2 separate regions of the Mus musculus genome follow, and region 1 is linked to region 2. A link is a contact called in public promoter capture Hi-C data. All regions are on one chromosome and are shown on one strand. The core of a region is the stretch at or near the end of the contact, and the rest is flanking DNA. Distances in the headings are between cores, read along the strand shown.

The links. Promoter capture Hi-C pulls out the DNA fragments that hold promoters and counts their contacts.
Region 1: a contact with region 2 is called in a promoter capture Hi-C map of neural stem cells. The contact joins the enhancer-like site here to the promoter of 0610040B10Rik in region 2. A contact is called at or near these places in 2 of 39 promoter capture datasets (the C10 cell line and neural stem cells), 1 of 15 datasets of contacts at CTCF or cohesin (hippocampal excitatory neurons), 12 of 484 Hi-C or Micro-C datasets (the G1E-ER4 cell line, cerebral cortex, cortical neurons and 6 more), 5 of 115 datasets of contacts at active chromatin or transcription factors (the SCID.adh cell line, effector CD8 T cells, embryonic stem cells and 2 more) and 2 of 9 other capture datasets (liver and pancreatic islet).

Annotation. Positions count from the first base shown.
Region 1 is chr5:143,498,444-143,503,254 of GRCm38.p6, forward strand. It overlaps Daglb (diacylglycerol lipase, beta), which reads left to right. Exons shown (of 15, transcript NM_144915.3): 12 at 2,527-2,595; 13 at 2,682-2,754; 14 at 4,419-4,666; 15 at 4,764-4,811. Among named protein-coding and RNA genes, the nearest start is that of Rac1, 27 kb to the right of the region's middle. Within about 2 kb of position 3,353, at least 26 of the 459 cell types and tissues checked have an H3K27ac peak or open chromatin away from gene starts, as enhancers often do. A contact at or near this core is called in cerebral cortex and neural stem cells, where this site is marked.
Region 2 is chr5:143,327,718-143,332,206 of GRCm38.p6, forward strand. 0610040B10Rik (RIKEN cDNA 0610040B10 gene) reads left to right here and starts at 1,591. Exons shown (of 2, transcript NR_027874.1): 1 at 1,591-1,636. Zdhhc4 (zinc finger, DHHC domain containing 4) reads right to left here and starts at 1,521. Exons shown (of 8, transcript NM_028379.5): 1 at 1,449-1,521; 2 at 674-853.

The DNA of each region.
Region 1 (4,811 bases), core at 2,103-4,602, 170 kb after region 2:
CTCTGTCTGTATACCAGGCTGGCCTCAAGACAGAGATTTTAAATTCTTTTTTTTTTTTTTGGTTTTTTGAAACAGGGTTTCTCTGTATAGCCTTGGCTGTTCTGGAACTCACTCTGTAGATCAGGCTGGCCTCGAACTCAGAAATCCGCCTGCCTCTGCCTCCCAGGTGCTGGGGAGATTTTTAAATTCTTAAGTAATTTCTGATCACATTTTCCCAGTCAATTTCTAACATTTCCCAGGTTGTCTGCAGAGGATCCAAGTGCTATTCCTTACCTTGGATATGGCAGATTTGCCTTGTAACTGTCTTCATGGTGTTTTCCCCTCTTAACTCCATTCAAAGTTTTACTACTGTATGCATGCAGCTATGCATATCATGGCGTGCATCTGGAAGTCAGCGAAGAACCTTCAGGAATCATTTCTCTCCTTCCAGCTTGTTTTGAGGCCAGGTCTCCTGTTTCTGCCATACTGAGTAGTCCAGGTTAGCCAGCCTGCAAACTTCCTGTTTGTCCTGATTGTCAGGTCTCTGCCTCCCATCTCACAGTAGGAGCGCTAGTCCTGCAGGTGCAACATCTCACAGTAGGAGTGCTAGTCCTGCAGGTGCATACTACTTCAGCCAGCTTTTCCCTTATTTCTATAAGAAACCAGGTAATTTGTTGAGAAGAGCTTATCCCACAGCCTGAATTCGGCTATTTTTCCTTTGTTGTTGGGGAATTTTTTCACCTGACTGGAGCAATGGGCAATAAGAAACAATGGAAACATGTCCAACAAGGCTGGGATCGAGCGGCCATGTGCCCTGATGGGGATGTGGGATGCTGCAGCAGCCCTGACACTTGGCACATTTATCATCTAAGCTGAATGAGGGCAGGTTGATGACAAAAGTGCTCAGAACAGGGCAGTGTGTCTCAGTGGGGGCTTGGGGGGCGGAGCCATCCTGGAAGAGGAAGCTGTGGCTGACCCTTCTGCACACTGTCAACACTCCCAGCCCTGTGGGCCTGAGGATTGGGTCCTTAATGTGGCTGCGCTCCTATCCATAGTACACATTCACCCCAGACGAGTACGCATTTACCCACGCTGTGTCCCACCTGCATGGTCTGTATTACACTGAAAACAAGGTAGGAGGGTGGAGAGACAGCTCTGAGCTCCTGAGTTCAGATCTCTCAACTACCCGAACTCTTGGGGGTCTGACACTCGCCTGGCCTCTGTGGCCAACCACATACGTGTTCACACACACACACACACACACACACACACACACATGTTCACACATACATACACACATAAATCCTAAAAGAGAGAAAGAAAATGGTAGTGATCACTGGGGAATCAGACCTGATTCAGAGTGGATGGTTTTAGCCCTGTATGCTTCCTGCCAGCCACACTCAGAGCCAGACTTGACCTTCTCTCTGTAGTGTTACCGTAACAGCCACGTGCTGGATAAAAGGCATCAGAGATTGAGAAACGGGAAGTGGGTTTCAGGTCCTTCTGCACCGCTTAGCTGAGTGACCTACAAAGGTCAGAACCAAGTTTCTGCTTGTGTTGAGGTATAACTCATACAAGGAAGACAGAGATGCAGAAACAGTGTGGGATGTGTTTGGTTTTGGTGTGAGACCAGGTCTTACAGTGTAGCCCATGCTGGCCTGGATCTCATCATGGAGCTCAGCTAGGCTCAGAGTCTTGATCTCCCCACTTGAGCTTCATGAGTGCTGGTCCTGTAGGTGTGCCCAGACTGGAAGCCTTGCATTGCAAGCGCGATTTGAGGCCTGCCTTTTGGTGTTACTTAGCTTTGTTTTCTAATTCGTCGTCAACACAGTTCCCAAGTTCTTATTCTCTCCAAAAGAGACCTTTGCACCAGAAGTCTACGTTTCTTAGGTGCTATTCACCTTTATATTTTACTTACATGTTTCCTTTTTAATGCTCTCTAGATAGTTTCTTAACTATGTAGCCCAGGCTGGTCAGTCCCAGTTCTCAAACCTTCTCCCTCTACTGCTTAAATGCTTGATAGGAACACAGTCTGGCCTTGAACTCAGTCTAGCCCTGGTAGGCCGGTCTTCGTGCCTCACGCTCCTGAGTGGCTGGGATCACAGGCCTGTGTCAGCGCCCTGGGCCAGCCTGACCTATGGCTAGCCTCTTGCCTCTGCCTGCTTAGAAACTGCCAGGGCACCTTGGGAGGTTGTGCCATCTGGGTCTGCTGGGTCCCAGGGATCATCTGAGGGTTTAGCTGTACATTCTCTCTCTCTCTCTCTTTTTTTTTTTTTTTTTTTTTTTTTTTTGTGGTTTTTCGAGACAGGGTTTCCCTGTGTAGTCCTGGCTGTCCTGGAACTCACTTTGTAGACCAGGCTGGCCTCGAACTCAGAAATCCGCCTGCCTCTGCCTCCCAAGTGCTGGGATTAAAGGCGTGCGCCACCACGCCCCGGCACGTTCTCTTCTTGAATGTGTCCTGGGGCTTTGACTTTGCCCCGGCAGCTGTTCTATTGTCCCTCTGAAGCAGCAGAACCTAGACTGACTTGTCTCTTGTTTGAATTCCAGCAAATCCCTTTACGAGTACTCCAAGGACTTTGTCGTGTCGCTTATCCTAGGGATGGATGTGATCCCCAGGTCAGTGTGCGTTGAGGTTGGCCCAGAGGTCCAAGCTCTTGTCAACCCCCGAGTGCTGAGCTCAGTCTGCTCTCTCTACCAAACAGGTTAAGTGTGACCAACATGGAGGACCTCAAGAGGAGGATCCTGAGAGTGATCGCTAACTGCAATAAGCCGAAGGTAACAACGGCTCAGCCAGGAGGAGGCATGCAGGAGGGGTCCCACACAGCGGGGCAGGCCGGTGCAGTGGCTCGCAGCTGCAGCCTCTTGGCCAGCACACTTCCTGCTCTGTCTCCTTCTGCCCTGTGAACAGACCTCTGTGGGATTCTGCTGTCTGAGATGCAGAGTGACAGCTGGGAAATGCTACTGTCCAGGCTGCTGTGACCATCCTCCCAGGCTTTCAGTGACAGTGTTCCCAGCCTTAGACAAAGGCTGACGCGTACAGACTATGAGAAGTTCTAGGGCCAGCTTGCTTGCCAGACTGTCTGACCAGCATTCACTCCTCATGGTTTGGGGAGGACCTCCCTCCAGTCTTCATCTCCACACACATACAATTAACTTTAAAAAAGAAAAAAGTAATTACAAGTGTTAATGGCAGAGGCTTGGGAGTGTACTCAGTGGTAGAGCACTTCCTTAAGCATTCAAGAGGCTCTAGGTTCAAACCCACACCCACAGGAAGAGAAGACAGGACTTTAGCCAATAGAGGCTGATAGCCATGAGGGGGGCAACAGTTAGCGTTGGCCTATAATCCCAGCACCTGGGAGACTGAGGTAGGACTGCCAAAAATGTGAGGCCGGGCCAGGCAGAGCAAAAGGAAGCTAAGGAGGGGGCAGGGCTGGGGCTCAGTGGTAGACCAGTTGCCTAGCATGTGTGAGTCCCTAGTTCTATTGCCATTGGGTAGTTTTAGAAAGGGAAGGAGGGAGGGAAGCCTAGTGGGTAAGCCATGTGGCACCAAGCCCAGTGTGAGGACAGCCCTTGGAACCCAAGGGGGTGGAGGAGACAGCCAGGTCCCACAGTTTGTCCTCTGACCCTCTACCCTCACCATACACATGTGCCATGCCAACCACAGAAACACATAAAATAAATGTGATCAATATTCATAAAGACTAGATCTGTGTCCGTGGGAGTTTTGACAGTATTCAAACCACTGCCAAAGTGTGTATCACGGGCTGTAGGTGCTTTTATTTTCTTGCCCTTTAAAAAAATGCTGTTGCTAACCAGAAATTTTAATATTCGCTTCTTACCAGACATCTAAGGTTTTTGTTTTTGTGAGACAGGGTTTCTCTGTGTAGCGCTAGGCTGTCCCGAATCTCCCCCTGCCTCCTGAGTACTGGGATTAAAGGCCACCACTGGCTTTTTTGTTTTTGCTTGAGATAGGGTCTCAGGTAACCTGGGCTGGCCTTGAACTGTGTAGCCGTTGACCATGAACTTCTGCCTTTACCTCCCAAGTGCAGAATTACAGGTGTGCACTACCGTACCTGGTTGTATATGGTGCTGAGGATGGAATTCAAGGCTTTCTCGATAATAGTTTTTTAGAAAGTAGCACCCATCTCCTGGGTTAGCTCAGTGATACAGTCTTAGTACGTATACGTTTTAGCTTTGGGATCAATCTCTAGCACACACACACACACACATGTAAATACACATATATGTATATACACACACATATACACACACATACATATATATATATATATACACACACACACACACGTGTGTGTGTCACGATTTGGGTTTTGGCTATTGCTCCAAGTACGGTGGCTCTATGGTTGTGGTAAAACAGGGCTGCCTGAAGGCTGCCACCCAGCACCAGACCAACCTAGCCCTTGGATCTCGCCTTTTAGTACAAGATCTTGCTGCATGGCTGTTGGTACGGACTGTTCGGAGGAAGCCCTGATAACTTTCCAACTGAACTGGATGAGGGCACCCAGGGGGCCCTGACTCAGCCTCTTCTTGGAGAGCAGACACTTCTAACCCGATACTCCCCGGGCTACTGTTCCAGCGACTCCCCACTGGACTCCCCCACCAAGTACCCCACTCTGTACCCACCTGGCAGGATCATCCACCTGGAAGAGGAGGGTGGTTCAGGGAGGTGAGTATGGTGACCCTCGAGTCACGCCCACCCACTGAGGGCGACTCAGATCTGCCCCATGTGGAGCCTCACTAATGGATATTCTCTTCTGTTCGAGGTTTGGCTGCTGTTCTGCTGCCCAGTACAGAGCGAGGTGGGCACACGA
Region 2 (4,489 bases), core at 341-2,840:
TAACTTTATGGCCGAGGGTCCCCACAACATGAAGAACTGTATTAAGAGGTCACAGCATTAGGAAGACTGAGAGCCTCTGGGATCTGTAGCTCGGACCTGGAGCTCAACGTTTTGTGGCGAGGCTGACATGCATTAAAGCACACTCACGTTGGTGCTGGGGATCCAAGCTCAGGACTTTGTGCTTGCACAGCAAGCACCCTCACTCACCGAGCGAGCTCCCAGCCCACCAACCCCTTGTTTTTTGAGACAGGATCTGACTATGCAGGCCAGGCTAGTTTGGAACTCAGAATTCTCCTGTCTCAGCTTTCAAAGGGTTGGGATTCCAGAAGTGCACCACCACACCCAGCAATACACCCTTTTACATCTTTAAATATTCACATGGATACTGATAAAGTCCTGCAAAAGAACCTGCGCCGACCTCATCAGAATGAGCAACTCCTAGAGGTAGTCAGGGTCCCACACCCAAACTTGGGCATATTTAACAGGTCAGTGGTCATGATGTCACCCATCACCCTCCAGACCAGAATGATGAAATATAAAAAGCCCGTGTTAAGAAACTGGGAACACTGACATTGGCTTTACGAGGCAGGATTCTGGACCAAAATTCCAACGCAGAGAATCAAAACAGAAACTATTAACAAAAAGGAAACAAACAAAAAAATGCCATTCTCACAAGGTAACAGGGCTCCGGTCTACATATTTCTCTAGGTCGGACACTTCCAGCGGCACCTTTTGCGTTCATTTCCCTTTGCCACATCCAAGGAGAATTCAGATAGCAGCTCCGCTTGGGCAGCGCCGTGAATTTGGCACGCGCAAAACTGGCGACATGGTTGTTCCAGGAGGCTGGAACCGGCTGCGGAGACAATCAAACGCAACACTTACATACTGCTGAATAAGTCTCCATGGCAGAGTGCACTGTGAAAGGCATTCAGAAGTAGAGGATGCTGTACCGCTGCTGACCTGGGAAGAAAACTTCAAAGTCCACTAGTTTGGGGGTCTATCATCCCTCTAGCTGTCACTGTCACTGTCACTACGCCTATCACTGAGGCGCCCACACCGGGGTCCAGACGCATGGTGAGGTTGTCCACATGGGGTAGGGCCCCAGTCGTTTCCCTTTGCTGGACACTTTCCGGGTACATTATTCAAGGCCCTTGCATGCTTGAGGTCACAGAATCTGCAGCTGCGGGGAACCAGGGAAGGGCAGTGGTGAATGGAGCCCATCCCACAACCAGATCCCGGACGCATCAGGCTCAGAGGAGACAAGGGAGGCTCGGAAGCAGGCTGGGAGACGGCAACTACGTCCGGAGCCCGGACAACGACTGGAAGAGGAGGGGACACAGCGAGCGGGATGCAGGGGGCTCGGAGAGGACTGTGCTCTCACTCAAACACGGGGTCCCGACGGCCGCCGCCCAGCCGGGGTGTCACAGAGCCTTCCGGAGCCGCCTTACCCCAAACCGGGCCAACCGTCCGCCGCTGCCGGCGGACCCCAGCGGAGCGCTCCCCAAGACTTCCGGCGCGTCCATGGCGTCATCAGTGCCCGCGACGGAGGCGACTTCCGACGGAAAAAGTAGCGGGAGGCCGGAAATTATTGTCTTTGGCCTCTGGTTCTGCGAGCCGATTGTGTTTTCGTACCGTCGTAGGTTTTCTTTCTCTTTTCTTTTTCTCTTAACGTTTGTCTTTCTCCCTCCCTCGTCCTCTGCTCTCTCTTCCTTCGCACTTTTATTATTACTTGACAATTTACTGCCTATGTACGAGTCCTTCGTTCTCCCAACCCCGTCCCATTTTCGTGGCCTTGATTTGATTCTTGTGGGTGTGTTTGCTTGTTGTGATCCGCTGAGTGTAATTCTGATTTCTTGTATGTGCGTAGATTTAAAAAGCTATTTTCTTTTTCTTCTTTAAAAAAAAAAAAAGATTTGTTTTATTTATTTTATGTGAGTCCAATGTCGCTGTCTCCAGACACACCAGAAGAGGGCATCAAATCCCATTACAGATGGTTGTGAGCCACCATATGGTTGGGGGGATTTGAACTCAGGACCTCTGGAAGAGCAGTCAGTGCTCTTAACCGCTGAGCCATCTCTCCAGCCCTAGCTATTTTCTTTTTAAGAATTTCTTTCCAAAATATGATCTCAGCTAGGCATAGTGGCCCATGACTTTATTCACCGCCCTAAGGAAACAGAGGCAGGTCTCTCTGAGTCAGAGGTCAGCCTTGTTTACATGAGTTCCGGGACAGGCAGGGCTACATAGCTAGACCTTTTCTAAAACAAAACAAAACAAATGAGCAAACAAAATTAAAGTCCCACCAAATTATACCAGGCTGGCCTTGGGCTTTTGAACCTCCTGTCTCAGCCTAACTTTGGTTGGGATGGCAGGCACACCTAACACAGGAACTGGAATTTTCGAGCACTTTTGACAGAATATGAAGGCTGTCTTGGGTCGGTGCAGGAGAACTGCTGGACTGTGCCGAGCCTTTGCATGTCCTGGCGGGAACTCAGCAGTAACCCTTGACCACCCAGCAGGTACCTAGACAGGGACACCTGTGTCTTCCTGGCAGACACACCACTGGGCCCTGTCCCAACAGTCCCAGCATGTTCCACTGCAGGGGTCACAGTATGTCCCCCTGTGAGTCAGGTTCTGCTGACCGCATGCCCCTACTCCTGCCATCTCTGTGCACAGCTTTAACGTCCTCCCTGTGGGGAGCAGTGACTAGTGTTTTATCCCTGAGGATAAAAAGGCTGTTTTGATAATGGGCAGGCTTGGCTTGAGAGGAGCTGCTGCTAAACATAGCACTGAGAAGGTTCCTGGAGGGGATGGGGGTGCTGCTTTGTCTGAGTGCCCCCCAGGTCCTCCGAGAACTATTCTTGACGCCTCTGAAAAACAGGTTCCCTTTGAGGAAAAAAATGTCTGATCTCTAAGCATTAGCCTCAAAGCTCCCCTCTCCTGTTTGCTTTGCTTCCTACCCCAGCTTCTCATTTCTTTTTCCTTTTAGAAAAAAAAAAAAAAGAAAAGAAAGAAAACAACTACCTTTCTGAATGTATTGTATCCAAGGCCTTTGCAATGTTGGGAGCAGAGTGAGCAGGTGTGGGGAGTCCTGAAAGACTGGTTACATTACGGAGGTCATCTGGCATCCAGAGAAAGCTACTGCTTCATCAAGCAGTTCTCCACCCTGCTGTAATTAAATACCTTGAATTTTCTTTCTTTCCCCCATGTAAATGAAGGACTTCGTGGTCTTCTCTAAAAGTTTCTGTTCTGACTAACTTTGATTCTCGGTTCCGTCATCCATTTCATCTTGTGTTCTGTTGCCTTTGGTTATATCACACAAAGAGAAGGGTTGGGATGTAAGTGAGTTAAGTTATCCAGGACAAAATCTTCGCTGACCACCTCATCTGTGATGGAAGCATCCTCATTTAATATGTATTCTGCAAACTTTTTTTTTGGTGAGAGATGTAATTTCTCATGATGTACCCCAGGCTGGTACCTCTTGAGTGGGCTTCATGAGTGCTGGGGTTATAGGACTGGCCAAAAAGCACTTTGTATTTATGAATACATATTCATTCATTAAATACATATTGACTAATAGGTACCAGCTGAGTTTCTTGTTCAAGGGGACATAAGAGTCGATAGAAATTGCAAACTCTCCACTGGGGCTGTAGGTCACTGGGTAGACCGTGGGTTCCATCTCAGGCACCGTGTGAAACCTAGCATGGTGGCACAAGCCTCTAATGCTATTTCTGGGGAGGTGAAGGCAGAAGGAGTGTAAGTTTAAAGTCATCCTCAGTTACACAAGTTCGAAGCCACCTTAGGTTACGTAAGACCCTGCATTCAGTGTGTAGGCCACAGATTGGACACACCTATCTCTATTATAGACAGTTTCAGCCAGGAGTGATGGTGCATACCTTTAATACCAGCATCCAGAAGGAGGCAAGGGCAGATGGATTTCTGTAAGTTAGAGGCCAGTCTAGTGTATATAGTGAGTTCTAGGATAGCCAGACCATACAGTGAGGCTCAGTCTGGAAAAACAAAACAAAACATTCTTGCTGTGGACACTATGTTCTATTCTCCTTTGTCTATTTCTTTTTACAGGGGAGGGCAGTTCAAGAAAGGATTTCTCTGGTGGTCCTGTTCTGGAACTCACCCTTGTAGACCAGGCTGGCCTGGAACTCACAGAGATCTGCCTGCTTTTGCCTCCTGAGTGCCGGGATCAAAGGCGTGTGCCACCACTGCTTGTCTACTTTGTAATGTTACAAATAGTTTTTCAATGATGTATTCATAGCTTAAAAAATTGTGCAGAACCAGATCTGGCAGTACAGTCTGTAATTCTGGGGGCTGGGGGTGTGAAAGAGGAAATTCAAGAGGTTGGGGGGAGAGAGTTGTGAGTTTGAGGCCAGCCTGGACCTGGACATACAGACACACTCCTGTAACCCACACTCAGGAACGTGCTTGATATAAGAGGATAGAGAGGCCAAGGGGAACTCAGGTTAGACATGACAGA